Linked DNA regions of Mus musculus: region 2 is linked to region 1. The links are chromatin contacts, called in public HiChIP or PLAC-seq maps. All regions are on one chromosome and are shown on one strand. Each heading gives the region's core, a stretch centred on a gene start, on an enhancer-like site or on the middle of the called end of the contact. The rest is flanking DNA. Distances are from core to core; before and after follow the strand shown. Region 1 overlaps Hmga2 (high mobility group AT-hook 2). Region 2 has its middle 19 kb from the start of 4930471E19Rik.

Region 1 (2,700 bases), core at 170-2,669:
TTTACCAATTAAGCTATCTTGCCTGCCCAGTCACTGTGATCTCAATTGAAACGTATTCCTTAAGGGGGTGGGGGAATAAAAAAACGCTACTCTGTCTTAGAAAACCTCTTTTAACTGAGCGGATACTTAACAATTCCCTGCCCTTCTTGTTACACCTGCAAAGCAAACTCAAGTCTTACTGGGGACCCAGCAACGCTGACCGGAGGCTCCAGTGATGGGCACAATGCCACCTTCTTTGTTTACACTTTCTCATTCAGTCCATACGACCCTTAAAAACTATGACTGGCTCCCCATCTTCCAGATGAGATATAAAGATATGAGATATGAATGGATTAAAGCACTCTGTCAAGGTTACTGAATCCTTATCAACCGGCCTATTAAAACTTAACATTAGTAAAGATGGAGCCATTTTTACTCCAAGTTGGGCGGCTACCCAGATGTGCCTTCTCTGGGCCTCAGTTTCCCAACCTTGGGAAGATTCAACCATGCTCCAGGTTCTCTTCCAGCCTCAGGCTTGGAGCCTGCTGCAGCTACCCTCAGAGAGGGCGGCTTTGTTTTGAGTGCTCAGCTGCTCTAGCGGGGGCCACCCCGGGCTCTGCCCTGTTTTGTTTCTGCTGCTGGACCCAGTACAGACACAATCCTGGCAGCCAGCGGCATAGCGGAGCCGCAGAGGCTTCCTCCTTCCCCGAACTGCTGGCCGTTTCAGTATGAACCAAAAGGGTGTGCAGGGGCCAACTGGCACGACTGCGCAACTAGCAGCAGGATTCTCCCGGGAGCCACAGAAGCGCGGGCACGCCTTAGGCTCAGCTCGCTGCAAAGGTTGCGTTGGGCATGCAGTCATCGGCGGGGTCTGTGCCCGCTTCCCTCTGGGCAGAGAAGACGGCTTTGGTGACAGGCTGATTACTGGGAGGGAATGAGGCTCTGTGGTTCCATGCCAGCAGCTGACCGCCCAGGGACAGGAGATGGAAATACCGATCAGCAAAAGCCACATCCAAACCTCACAGCCTGGACCTCCGAGTAGGCTGCAGAACCAGCCCTGCCAGACGCTGCCCTCAAGCCATGTCTGGGCCGAGGGAAAGGCTACAGTTGCAGGAAGGAACGAGGGAGGGTGGCTGTACCCTTACGAGCTCTGTGAAGGAGTCCCGGATATGGAGCGGATTCCCGGTTCCTTCCCCTCCCTGCCTCTCCCGTGGCCTAGGACAAGGCTGAGGTCTGGACTGTTCCAATCCTAACTGGATTGTTCAGCGGAGGATCGGTGGGAGTGGTGTTGTGTTTTGTTTTGTTTCGCTACAATTAAGGAAGATTGCTTCATAATCCTTTAAATGTTTTTAGCCAAGCGTTATTTGCATAGCCTGGCCAGCAAACACGTGATTAACACTGCAGAAAGAGAGAAGGCGAAGGGAATGACAAGGCTCTGTGACTCAGGAGGCACAAACAACAACATCTGCACCGAGGAATGAGGAACAGGGACAACTGTCTCTTGCACGAAGAGAACCCAAAACTTGCAAACTGGGAACAGGCTGGGACAAGGAGAAGCTGTGGAAATAGGTTGGAAGAGGCCATCGGTGCTCGCCTGATTCCTCCTTTTCCCTGTCTACCCTCCGAAGGCAAAGCGTTGGATGCCCGTAGCATCTTCAAAACGGGTCCACTGCCCTAGTAATACACGGCAGAGACTTGGTACCATCCCAAACTCCCAGACCAACAAGAAAACCAGCTATGTTTGTGTGGAACTGTATGGAAATTACCAAATGCAGGAGCGTGGCTTTAAAAGGAATGCTGTCATCAATATTTACTGGGTGATGTTAGATCACGCCAAACATCAGTGTGGAAAGGCTACACTACACGGAGGCAGTTAGGATTAATATCACTTCTCAGAAGTGCAATGAATGAGCTGCCACAAAGCCCCAAACCTGATGGTTTTGTTTTTGGTTTTAAAGTAAAAGAAACCTTGGCCTCAAGATTCAGAGTCTTGGAACAATGTCTTCTCATCAAGGAAAACTCATTTCATATTCTCCAATGAGAACTTGGAGATTGTCCAACTCTCAGAACTCTCAGGCTACATATTCATTCATATTTCTCCCCCAACCCCTCTGTGTGTGTGTGTGTGTGTGTGTGTATGTGTGAGCGCGCCTCTCTCTCTCTCTCTCTCTCTCCTATTTCTGGCCAGTCCTTTCATACAGCCATGTCTGACACCCTATTCAAGCCTTGGATCCTCTCTAAGCTTACATTTTCTTATCCTTAATGTTTATTAAACTTTCTATTTTCCCACTTAGTTCTGAGATGAACTATTTGAACTCAAGAGTTGAATGAGATTGTCAGCGGCGGCCTTCCTTTTAACCTTTAAATACCAAGGGCAGCTCAGGCTCTCCCAGAACAACAGTAGTAACAAGATAGTTTTCAAACCGTTTTCCTAGCTCTTTTGGAAAAAGGCAAGCAAAATAACAACAAAACCAACCAAACAAAGGGAGAACTAACTGAACCAGGAAGTCTTAGGAGTGAGGCGAGAAGGCAGTGCCACAGGACAGTGGGCAGAGGTCTTAGCAATCTGCTCTGGACTGAAATGCTCTGCGGCTGAGTCCATTTTTCCTCTGGAAAACGAATCTTCCTGGGATCTTATTCTGCAGTGACCAGGAGTGACTGTCAAAGCTCTGTGAATGGATTTCAGGATGTGTGAGTGGCACCTCCCAACTTTAGCTGGCT
Region 2 (2,815 bases), core at 162-2,661, 190 kb after region 1:
CTTTCGTCCCTAATGGACTCCTCCTCCTGTGTTTCCTATCTTAGGGGACAGAACACTGTCATGTCAGGTAACCAAGACTGAAGAAGTAAACTCTCTGTCTTCTGTAAACCCTTATGCAATCTGCGTATCTATTCATCCTGGGAGATATGCCCTGAAGAGGTGTATTCTAGATCTTGACACCAAGCGGTACACAAACGCTGTTCCCCTAGGGAACGTGCATTCTAGTCAGGGCAGGCAATACATGCAATAAGCTTGGCAAAGCAGCGGGATGGGTAGAAAAACCATGTAGGGGAGATAGGGAGTTCGGACTTTAAAAGTCTGTAAGCTGCTGGTCAAGGGACTTTGAGAAAGGGGTTTAAAAGGTAAAGAATGAAACGAATGAGTATCTGCAGGAGGCGTGTGACAGAGAGGGAACATGGTAGAGGCCTTGAGTGCATTTCAGGCATAGTCAAGGGAGCATGTGGCTGGAGCAGAGAGCAGAAGGAAAAGCCAGAGAGGTGCTGGGGGTAGATCGTGCAAGGCTGTACAGCTGGGGGTAGATCGTGCAAGGCTGTATAGCTGGTGGGTAGATCGTGCAAGGCTGTATAGCTGGGGTGGGGGGGGGGGGATAGATAGTGCAAGACTGTAATGCTGGGGGTAGAAGCGGGTGAGAATCATCCCAAACTGAGAGGGCATGAACATGCCTCAAGGAAACAGAGAGATCTGGATGTTAAATCAAAATGGGGACCACACTTTGAATATTAAAATGAAAGAGTCAGCCAAGCAAAAGCAAAGACTGGGTCTCAGGTTGGCACAGAGGCACATCTAGTTCTTGGCTTCCCTTCCCATCTTAGCCTGCATCATCTCCTACAAATCTTATAGCCTGAGCTTCATCTACGCTGAACTTGCCAAGTTCCCTGCTGACTGGGTCAGTGGGGCTCAGGGTACACATCCCACAGAGGGTCAGCTTCAGCAAAGTGTGGCTTTAGCCTGGAAAACAACAACAAAACCAAAGGATTGACTGGAATCTATTAATCTACTGAGGCCAAGAGGGGAACATTTAAAATAAGGTCTTTAAAAAAAGAAAAAAGTGTTGAAGCCTAGAGCAGTCTATGCATAATTCTGCAGAAAGCCAGGAAGAGATGACCTCAGAAAATGTTCACTCAAAGCTCTGACTCCATTTCCTGTGTGTTCTCTCATCCTATTAGGAATCAGAACAGCTGGGTGTCTTTATTACTGAGATTTAAAAGCCACATTTAGGAGACCCCCTCCCAGAAGAGCACATGAGTCAGGTGATGAGCCACTCACGAGTCATAGGAAACAGGCAGCGTTGAAAATTTAACACACACACACAACTCTCCCCCACCCCCAAACCCACAGAAACTATCCACAGCTTCCTGTCACAGGAGATGTGACTCACGTCTCTGGAGGGGTACACATACCTTATTATAGTGGCGGAAGAAAACGTGTCTCCATCAGATGTCTCCCCCAACACCCTCTGCACAGAGCAGTTCTTTGGTGAAAATCCTTTGAAACTTACAAAGTAATTTCTGTCTTTGTGGTTGGGCCATATTGCTATGGTTTGTTCTCACCACAATGACTCTTAATTTAAGGAGCAAAATGACGGCAATAAATCCTTTAACTATATTCAGCTGAATACAGAGTCAAGTTGGGGATGAATGGAAAGAGAAGGCCCTTGGCTGACCTAGCCTGTGGACCTCCCAGAAACTGCTCCCACACTCCAGGGACGCCCCAGCAGGCACACAGAGAAAAGGGTCCCAAGCTGGCATCTTTGGTTCCAGTGGATTCCTTTCTCCTATAAATGAACTTTTTTTTTTCCTTGACTGTAGATAAGGGGGTTAGAAATGAGGGAAGGAGGATGGAAGGAAGAGGGGATTACAAAATACTTGGCATTGATTTGAATCTGAAGCAAAGAAGTTTGAATTAAATGCACCCACAAACTTGCAGAGCATAGTTGTTGATTTTGTTCTTAAATGAAGAGCAAGACGGAGCGAGTGGCGGGGAGCCGTGGTGACCTCATTTCCGAACTCACTAAATTATTCAGTAACAAGAATTAGAGGGGGAAATAGAGATAGAATACAGACAAAGGAGAGAGGTGGATGAAATGTCAGCAAGGATATTGGAAAAGTTCATAAACGGATCATACTATTAACTGTCTGCCTAAAAAATTCTATAATATAAATCTATAAACAATATACATATATATGTGTATATATGTATATACACACACACACAAATATAGATGTGTATATATTTTTCATCTGGGCTAACAATGCTCTTTCCAAGAGCCAAAGACCACCTCCACCTAAGGAAACCCCCACATCAGGCTTTAGAAGACCTCTTTTGAGTTGTTGGTCAGGATTATCTGAGGCATTCCCAAAACTCTATGGACTATTGTTATTTTCCTTGGATGCCCTCCAGATGTGGGAGGTAAATCTCTCCTCTTGGTGTCTTGCTATAGACACCATGCACAGGCCCCTAAACTGGAACTGACCCGAATGGTTCTTCCTAAGGGCTAGCCTTCTTGGCACCAGAAGGCACCATGCCAGCTTCCACAGGAGAGAAAGAGCCAGCAATTTTATCCAACTACAGCGCCTATGGACCACAGCAGTGACCTGTGTGGCACAATAACCCTAGGGGAGCATCCTTACTTTGGAGGTAACAGGTCTGTAATTAGACTTAAGACCCCCTCAAGAGGAGGGAATCTTGCCTGATGCTGGAACACTAGCCAGCTGCCCCGGACTAGTGAAGTCATGGATCTTGGAGGAGAAACTACAACCACCCCTTTACCAAACTAGATTAATCTCTAACACTC

The links. HiChIP or PLAC-seq counts read pairs in DNA pulled down with a chosen protein or histone mark.
Region 2: an H3K4me3 HiChIP or PLAC-seq map of bone marrow-derived macrophages shows a contact between it and region 1, with 2.6 times the contacts expected there. The contact joins two enhancer-like sites. A contact is called at or near these places in 4 of 39 promoter capture datasets (cranial neural crest, hippocampal neurons, liver and 1 more), 3 of 484 Hi-C or Micro-C datasets (the MC38 cell line, bone marrow-derived macrophages and embryonic fibroblasts) and 3 of 115 datasets of contacts at active chromatin or transcription factors (bone marrow-derived macrophages, fibro-adipogenic progenitors and pancreatic cancer cells).

Annotation. Positions count from the first base shown.
Region 1 is chr10:120,427,927-120,430,626 of GRCm38.p6, forward strand. The region is part of intron 3 of Hmga2 (high mobility group AT-hook 2); the gene reads right to left. Among named protein-coding and RNA genes, the nearest start is that of Mir763, 19 kb to the right of the region's middle. Within about 2 kb of position 1,420, at least 124 of the 459 cell types and tissues checked have an H3K27ac peak or open chromatin away from gene starts, as enhancers often do. A contact at or near this core is called in bone marrow-derived macrophages and embryonic fibroblasts, where this site is marked.
Region 2 is chr10:120,615,455-120,618,269 of GRCm38.p6, forward strand. No RefSeq gene overlaps it. Among named protein-coding and RNA genes, the nearest start is that of 4930471E19Rik, 19 kb to the right of the region's middle. Within about 2 kb of position 1,412, at least 112 of the 459 cell types and tissues checked have an H3K27ac peak or open chromatin away from gene starts, as enhancers often do. A contact at or near this core is called in bone marrow-derived macrophages and embryonic fibroblasts, where this site is marked.